2 separate regions of the Mus musculus genome follow, and region 1 is linked to region 2. The links are chromatin contacts, called in public Hi-C maps. All regions are on one chromosome and are shown on one strand. The core of a region is the stretch at or near the end of the contact, and the rest is flanking DNA. Distances in the headings are between cores, read along the strand shown.

What was found. Hi-C and Micro-C count contacts between places; a contact is called where the count stands out from the background.
Region 1: a contact with region 2 is called in a Hi-C map of Th1 cells, with 3 times the contacts expected there. The contact joins two enhancer-like sites. A contact is called at or near these places in 1 of 39 promoter capture datasets (embryonic stem cells), 1 of 15 datasets of contacts at CTCF or cohesin (pro-B cells), 19 of 484 Hi-C or Micro-C datasets (the AML12 cell line, Th1 cells, bone marrow-derived macrophages and 9 more) and 1 of 115 datasets of contacts at active chromatin or transcription factors (embryonic stem cells).

What each region holds. Positions count from the first base shown.
Region 1 is chr12:117,564,067-117,568,652 of GRCm38.p6, reverse strand. The region is part of intron 1 of Rapgef5 (Rap guanine nucleotide exchange factor (GEF) 5); the gene reads right to left. Among named protein-coding and RNA genes, the nearest start is that of Rapgef5, 32 kb to the right of the region's middle. Within about 2 kb of position 2,187, at least 30 of the 459 cell types and tissues checked have an H3K27ac peak or open chromatin away from gene starts, as enhancers often do. A contact at or near this core is called in Th1 cells, where this site is marked.
Region 2 is chr12:117,405,172-117,409,813 of GRCm38.p6, reverse strand. No RefSeq gene overlaps it. Among named protein-coding and RNA genes, the nearest start is that of Gm31482, 59 kb to the left of the region's middle. Within about 2 kb of position 2,808, at least 10 of the 459 cell types and tissues checked have an H3K27ac peak or open chromatin away from gene starts, as enhancers often do. A contact at or near this core is called in Th1 cells, where this site is marked.

The DNA of each region.
Region 1 (4,586 bases), core at 938-3,437, 160 kb before region 2:
TTAATGTTCTCCTTCTTCCCTACAGATGCAGTCTCAAGAAAACATCCAGATATTATTTCCAAATTCAACACTTATTTCTTGATAAAAGCTGCACTTCCCTTACTATTGGCCAGTCCTCACACCTGAACAGATCCATCCCCTGGCTTTCTTGCCCATGTGGACCCCTGGCACCTTCACACACATCAGATTAAACCCCTTCAACATCTTCTTATACGTTATCTTTAACAAGAAAGACAACAAATATATTTTTCAGCTTACCCCTGCCCCTGCCTGTATGCTCCTGGCTGGACAGTGCTCCCTGTAACCCAGCAGTCCATACACTCCTTATCTCACTATACCAAGTCTTCTTATAGTCTTACATTAAAAAATGTGTATATTATATATGTGTACATGTATATATTATATACATATATGTATACATGCATACATGTATATATATATAAATTATAATGTAACCCCAATATGTACTGACAATAAATAATTTATTTTTATAAGAGTTCCTTAGTATCCATATAATTTTATCATTTTTTAAAAAAGAAAGCCAATTTCCATACTAACGAGATAGCTGTAGCAGCTGATTATTTTTATACAAAGAATCAGGGGCTGGAGAGATTGCTCAGTGGTTAGAGCATTTACTGCTATTTCTGGAGGACCTGATTTTATACCTAGCACTCACATTGGACAGCTCACAACCCACCTGTACCTCTAGCTCCAGGGGATTTGATATCTTCTTCTGGCCTCCATGGGCACCTATACACATGTGCCATACACACACACACACACACACACACACACACACACACACACACACACAATTTATTTTAAGAATGAAATACTTGGCTAAATATTTGATGTTGCAGTTTTAGCATGTCTTCAATGTTTTTCATAATTAATAGATAGGTTAATTTTATAAATGTCAATGCTGAGGACACTATTTTGCATAAATCTATAGCATAAAATGGCAGGTGTATGTTTAGGACCACTTCAGAAAATGTTGGAAATTCCATCCTCATCCCAAGCCAAACTCACGGAACAACTTTTTATGGAACTCAAGTCAACAACCTAGACCACCATTTTTTAAAAATCAAATGTTCTAATGAATTACAGTTCCCACATCTACCAAGTAGATGAATGCCGAGGAATGGCGATAGGAAAACGTTAAGGTTCTTGTTTTCCATAACTAAATTATTGTGTTTCTGTAAGAGCAGTAAATTTTATATGTACAGTAAGAACACTTTAATCAAAATATGCAACAGTCTCAAACCTGAGTTTAGGTATTCAGCGTTTGTCAGTGTGCATGATGAGATGCTGTGGGTATGTTCAAAACCAAGATGCACAGACAGGCACTGCAAACACTCTGGAATCATCCCGCATTTGGTGCGTGTGTGTACACATGTGTGCATGTGCCTGTGCCTATGCCTGTGTGTGTTTGACTGTGGCAGAGTGATGGCATTGCACATCTGTGCACACGAGATCAACCTGCAGTGTTATGTCTCAGAAGCCATCCACTGTGTTATTTACAACATAGCCTCTTGCTGGGAACTGAAGCTCATTGCTTAGGCTAGACTAGCAGCCCAACAAGTCCAGGCATCCAACCATCTGCTTCTCCAGTGTCAGTGCAAGCCACCATGCCTGCCTTCGTATTTGGATACCAGGGATCCAAGTTATGTTCTCATGCTTGCATGAGTATTTGACTGATGGAGCTATCTCTCAATGCCTCTTTATACATTTTTATTTTGAATCAAATTTTGGTTGCTGCCCATTCAGAAATCCTTCATAGCTGTTTGATTCATTATCACCCTTGGCCTTAAGGCTAACAACCATGACCCCTTAGGGTATCACAACCCCAGTTAAAGAAGCCTGAGACTATGGCACAGGTGAGAAGTGGAGGCAGGAGGAACAGGAATTCGAGACCAATCTCAGTTATATAGTGAATTCAGGGTCAGCTTGAGATAGACAAGAACCTGTATCAAAAGTGAAACAAAACCGTGGGGGTGGGGTGGGGGAGGACTAGAGAACACTGATGAGAAGAACTAAATATGTAAGAAGAAAACTGTGTCTCAAAATCTGTGTCACCTAGAACGAGTCACACATATTTAAATTTTCACATAGTTCACGTGACAATGCATTCGGTTCTTATATGCTTAAATCTCCCTTCTGAATCTCTAAGTGCTTCCAGAGAACTCTGGACTTCAGATACTCATTTGCATTTGGGCTTCCTCTTACTATGCAAATCTGAAAGACATAGGTCTCCCCCTTGATCACACTTCCAAATGCCCCAATGCCCACAGATGTACTGTGTGTGGTTAGCTTATACTGACTACATACTTGTATAAGGGAATACCTCCCTTTGTTTGGTTGTTGTCTTTTCTTTCCTATACACACACCTTCTCGAAAGGCATCCATGCACAGTACTTAAGAACAAGAACAGAGCCCAGCATTCACAATGCTTGCATTCAAAGTACAGCCACAGCCCTAAGAAGTTGTGGTCTGGACAAGTAAGTTATTATCTCCTTTGTTTCACTGGGTCTACCCTTTTAAGTGAGTAAAATAAAATATACTTATTAGGCTGTTATAAAAAATAAATTACTGGGCTGGTGATATGGCTCAGCAGGTAAGAACACTGACTACTCTTCCAAAGGTCCTGAGTTAAAATCCCAGCAAGTACATGGTGGCTCACAACCACCTATAATGAGATATGACATCCTCTTCTGGTGTGTCAGCTACAGTGTACTTATGTATAATAATAAATAAATCTTTGGGCCAGAGCAAGCAGGGACTGAGCAAGCAGAGTTGACCGGAGTGAGTGGGGTTAATTGGACAGAGCAGAGGTCCTAAATACAATTCCCAACAACCACATGAAGTCTCACAACCAGCTATGCAGCCACAGTGTACTCATATACATAAAATAAATCTCTAAAATAAATAAATAAATTACTTAAAGTAGTGATTTTCAAATTTCTTTATTTCCTAGAGAGTGTCATGAAATACCCCTGGGCTCCCATCCAGTTTTGTGTTTGGTGGGTTTAGGGTAGAACCTGAGAATCTGAATTTTAATGAGTTCTCAGAGTGGGCTGATGCTGGAGGAGATCAGGACACTACACCCTAAGGGCCACAGACTGTAAATTACACAGACAGTTTAGAATAGTGCCTGATGGACAACTGGAGTATTACTGGCCTTTACTACCATCCCTGTGCAGCACTCAGCAAGCTTTCCCACAGGGAGGCACAGGAATGTGGACCCACGTAAACTTCTCAAGGGACAGAAATCCTTTTCCCTAGGACATAGCAGAGGACTCCACATGGCAAGACAGAATCATCTGAGGCCTTCCTGGCCATAAGGGGAAAGAAGACGAGGAGAACATCCCTCTTTCCGCACCATCTCCAAGACTTTCACGTCAAGCATCTTTTAGACATAGCAATTTGTTCATGCGCCAGTCTCATTTCTCATACTCAGGTGTCTAGGAGAATTAACACAGACTCTCACTGGTGTTGGGTGGTTGGAACCAAGGCCTTCTCCATGAGCATGAAGTTCTATGAGCTTTGTCACGTGACACCACCAGTGTTTAAATGCTAGGTACAGCTGATTTTTATATAAACAAATGTTTTACCTGGATGGTGGCATGAGGAAAATCCTGCCACCTACTCAAACCTATCTCCTACTTATGCCTTGGTCTCGTCCTGGGTGCCCCAAGTCTTTTAATTACTTTTTTACTTTAGAATTCAAGAGGATCAGAACCAGGCAAGGTGGTGTACACCTATAATCCCAACATGCAGGAGGCTGAGGCAAGAGAAATCATTAGTTCAAGACAAACCCATACAGAGAGATTCTAACTGGTTAGATTCTCTAACTGTTTTATATACAGAGACACCTATCAGAAGTATCAAATGCAAACTCTTCCATGTGTACTCTTAGGTTCTACCCCCATAGAAAGTCAGTTTTCTGGCTCTCTGATGTCTGTTATGTTTCTGTCAACCCTGGGCAAGTCTAGTTCAAAGCAAAACATTGTTCCCAGAGACAGTGAGAGTACACCACATCATTGGGTCTTTAACAATGACTATGAGGAGCAGAGATTCCTTCTCCCTGGATACTGATGAAACTCTGAGCTGGCTTGTCTTTCACTTACTTTGTAGCCCTTGATTAGCTAGCATTTGACCCTGCAGACTTGTGAAGTTTTCTTCTGGGTCCCATCATACACACACACACACACACACACACACACACACACACACACACACACACACCTCTCGCATGACCTTCCTTCAACAGCTCCCTTCACAGCCACATCAGCCTCTGTCACTCCCTTCTATGTTTCCAAGCACGAGTCAGAATGTTCTCCGCATCTCTCACTGTATTTCCTTTATACATTCCCAGGTACGGACCTGCCGTTTTCTCTTCATCTACTAAAACTGGATTCGACACTCACTTTCTGTGACAAGTCCTTCTTCACACTGTGAAAAGCCACTGTAAGGCAGAAGTGCCTTCAACAGACTTACTCACCGGCCATCCTGCACTGCAGGGCTGAATAGGCGACAGGGAGCTGCCACCGACAAAAGTCTTATTAAGGAAGTCGTATACCTCACAT
Region 2 (4,642 bases), core at 1,559-4,058:
GTCACACAAAATCTGTTGCCATGAGGTCTCTCAGAATCTCTGCCCAGAAAAGCCAAGGTCCTGCTTTGAGTGTTCTCCCAAGGTCAGGCTTCGAGTGGTCCTCAGAGTTCTACCTGCAGGTACCTCATTAAGTAGCTTTGAAGAGAGAGTTTCTAGTTGCCCAAACTGTCTTTGCTCTTCATACCCTCTTTCTGAGGGGGTTCTCAATGTAGAGCTTGGGATAGGAATCTCATTCATATAACTCATTGGAAGTATGCTTCAGGAGCAGGGCTACGAATAGACTTGTGAGCTACAGCACAGCTCTGGTTATATCTGGATATGAGAGATAATAATATTTGGCACAGGAATTACTAACCTACCTCAAGGAATGAGCCTGGCTTTTGTCTGAGCCATAGTGAGTGATAGATGAACCTGAGGACTAGTGCCCCCATGCTCTCATGCAGTTCAGTTATTGGCCAGTGTGCTCTGGATTAGGAGGAGGGGGCTGCTTATAAGCAAGTGAGGTTGATCCCACTAGACCAAGGGCAACTCTCCAGGGGAGAGACTGGGTGGCTGCAAGCAGCACAATACCCTCTCAAAAATCCTTCTTACTGGCCAACCTCTGGCTGCTAGGAGGTACCTAACAGAGATGCTCCTGTTGTGCCTGTTTATCGCAAAAGACCAGCAAAGAGCCAACTCCGATGCGACCATACTAGGGTCTCTTTATTCAAGCTCGAGCTTGGGCCACAAAAAGTCCAGTAGGAAGCTAGAAATGGATGGAAACCGTCAGGGCCGGAGTCATCAACCTGCATCACACAGATCATTTCTTGTCACAACGACACAATGCCTAGGAAGCAACAACCTCAAGGAAGGTTCATGGTTGTTGAGATTTCAGGCCATGGTCACATAGAACCATTGTCCCTGGGCTGTGATGACACAGAACATTACTTTAGGAAGCACGAGGGTAACAGGACAGTTCACTTCATGGCAGCCAGGAAGCAGAGAGTGTGAAGGGACCAGGGACAAGGGATATCCTTTACAGGCATGCTGCCAGTAAATGACCCACTCCTTTCAAATAGCATCAGATCATGTATATGTCAGCTGATTAATCTATTGATTAAGTCAAAGCCTGAGTGATCCAATCACTTGCTAAAAGCTCTATCTCTCAACACTGTGCGGGGGATGAAGCCTTTAAGACATGCATTTTAGGAGAGGTCTCATAGCTAAGCTTGTAACACATTCAGCTAGCAGGAAAGGGATAACTTTGCCCCTGTCCAGGTGATGGTGTCATCTCAGAATCTCAGGCACCCTCCCTACCCCTGACATTGTTGGCTATCACCAGCCAGAGCTAAAGCTGTATGGTTGATCATGCTCTTTGGAAGTGACTTCTGGGCTCAGAGTTTGAAAATGGCAAGCTGTCTTTGGAGCTTCCCAGGGGCTCCTCTTTGTGAAGGTCCTGAGTGTCCTGCTGTGAAATAACTCAGCTTTCTGAAAATCTACTTGCTTGTGGAAACACCAGGAATTCTGCAGGAAGTGCTGAACAGGATATCCACCATGCCCAGAAGAGAGGTCAGGAAGGCAAGGGGCAATCAGCTGAGAGGAGGCCCCTCTCCAACATCTTTACCAGCCAGCCCCAACACTTTGGTTTTTTTAAGTCCTCTATTACCAGTTTCTTCAAGATTAAAATAGAGAGACAGAGACAGAGAGACAAAGAGGGAGGGGAGAAGGGGAAGGGGAAGGGGAAGGGAAAGAAGAAGAAGAAGAAGAAGAAGAAGAAGAAGAAGAAGAAGAAGAAGAAGAAGAAGAAGAAGAAGAAGAAGAAGAAGAAGAAGAAAAGTTGAAAGATAAACTAGACTCAGGAGGGGTGACCCTCACTGCTGTTCAGTCTCTCACCAATGTACTGCTTACATCACCCCCGCCTTCTAACTTAAAAAAAAAAATTGAGGAGACCTAAAGCAGCACCAGCTTATCCGGAAGTGACTGAAGGAGAATAAGGAAGAAACAACCAATTATTACACACAGATTTGTTGATTTACTTAGCAATTTATTAAAAGCACTGCTTGTTCTGCATAGCTTCATCGGTACCTGGATCTGAATGATCGGGAGAAATAGCTGAGACAATGGTCGTTGCCCTTAACAACCTGATGAATGACATGTCAGCTCCTGTTACTTGCCCTCCCTGCTCCATCTTGTGAGTTTAGAGTATAAATCAAGAATACAAACTGGACCCAGGATGGAAGGCGTTTGGAAACCATCCTGGCTTTGGTCTACCAGTGGCATCGTTCTTTCACTCTCACTGGGGTCAAGAAAGATTACTGGAATAAGACTACATGTAGGAATCCTCGGTGACCAAAGGGTCCTCCTGATAGACTCAGGGCTCTTGTTTTCCCAAGGAGAACTGCTAATCAATTCAGTACCCACCATGGAGGAGAAGGATCACAGTGAACCCTGCTCAACCAGGCATTTGGAGAAAAATCATCTCACATGCTGCAGTCACCAGAGTTGTCTGTCCCTGTGTCTGTGTATTTTCGTTCTATGTGAGGATAAGGGGACACAAAACACCTTTACTTTCTCCCCAACCATTGAAGCATAAAAGGGAGAGGGGTAGGAACTACTCATAAGAGGAATTTGATAGGCTCTGAGTGAGTTCCCGTCCTCAGCATATTCTAAAAGAATTAACACCACCACTACACCTCTTGACAGTTGTCCTCTCCCGCACGTTCTTAGTCTTAGAGCGGAAGTGACTCATCCACCAACCACCCTAGTTAAGAAGGTTGCTTTGCCCCATCCCCAGAGTTCTGATTCAAAAGGGATCTGAGAGTTACACTTTTGAGGTTTCCCAGCTCACTCTGAGAGCCACGGTTCCAGGACCAGGACGAAGCAGAGCAGTAGAGTAATAACTCAGCATGTGTATCACTCAAGAGCCTGCTGTACCTACTGAAGTACAACACGATAACCTCCGTGGTTTGTCTAAGTCTTGAGAGTGTACCCGAAGCCAACTAAAGTACAAGGGGATGAAGCTTAGGTCATCCTCTGGGCAGTCTGGTTTGGATACAGATTAAAAAGGCACTCCTATTGAGAAGATGCCCCCATAAGATCTGACCGAAGGCAAGACTATAAGGCAGTCGTGGTATCAAATCTTAATGCTGTGACCCTTTTAATACAGCTCTTCATGTTGTGCTGATCCCCAACCATAAAATTACTTCCATTGCTACTTCATAATTGTAATTTTGTTACTGTTATGAATTATAACGTGGGTCGTATGGCCCCGGCCAAAGTGTTCTCCTTGAGGAATCAGCCATGCGACAGGCCTAGTGCAAAAGGAAGTTTATTGGGGGAAGGGAGTTAGGGAGCAGATCAAGGACCTGGAAATGGGTAGAGGCAGGGAAAGGGGGACAGAGAAGGACAGAAAGAGAGAGGAGAGGGGAGTATAGAAAGAGGGGAAGAGGCTAGTCGGAGACATATAGGAAGAGGAGGGAGGAGTAGATGGAGAGAGAGACATACACACAGAGAGACATAGAGAGACATGGGCACATAGAAAGATGGAAAGACAGAGAGATAGAGCTTGGTAATGAGTGGTCTTCTTATATGCCAGGCTCCTTGCTCCTGGTGCATACCTGGCAGGCAGCTGTTGCTAGGCAACTGTTGGGCAAAGCCTAGAGGAATTCTTAACAGTATCACCCTGGGCTGGGTCCTGGGTTCTATAAGAAAGCAAGTTGAGCAAATTGTGGGGGAGGAAGGAGCTAATAAGCAGCACCATGGCCTCTGTATCAGCTCCTGTGCCTTGTGTGAGTTCCTGCCCTGACTCCCTTCAATGATGGACTACGATGTGGAAGTGTAAACCAAATAAACCCATTCCACCCCAAGTTGCTTTGGTCATGGTGCTTATCACAGCAATAGAAACCCTAAATAAAACACCTCTACGGGATATTCTAATTTCTAATGTCTGCTTAGGAAATCTAACTGGAAAGGGGCTGGCACACTGTTGCCACTGTGGGGTGTCCCTGTACCTGGGCAGTGGTAGCAACCATGCCTAGCCTTTCAGCAAAATGGAAGGGACAGGGAGATGGAGTGGTTGAAGAGATGTGTCCCAAACCAGGCCCCAAGGACCTTGCCTTGTTTCTGCCCCTTTTGAGTTCACTTAGCATGGTGACCTGAGCCTGTCACCTGCTTCTACTCTCTGGTATAGGACAGAAGGTTCTTTGGTTCTCATTATCATCTCTCAAAGCTTAAGCTTCCCCTCTGGGATGCTTACTCTCAGAAGAACCCTCTCAGACCTGTCCCAGGGAGTTGCCTGCTACCTCTGGTGCTGGACCCCTAGGGTGTTCACAGTCCCCCTCTCCCAGTCTCTCAGGTATCCAGTCAGTTATTTTCAATTCAACACACACCCTTGCTCAAGACCTAGCCAGTTTTCATTTGACCCTGTTCTCCTAGGGTTCTGCCTTGCATTAACCATCATGACTCCTCTGTCCACTCTCATTCAGAGTGCATCCGGTCAAGGCAAGTGGGCACTCTCCCTCTCTCAGTGGGCACCAACATTTCTCTCTAGTCAATGGCTATTTGTACTTCCTCTATGGGTGTCTGTTTGCAGGCTCACACGAGATCCTCAGCAACAGAGAGCATCCTATCCTTACACCTGCTTAGCTTTCCCAGGCAGATTCTG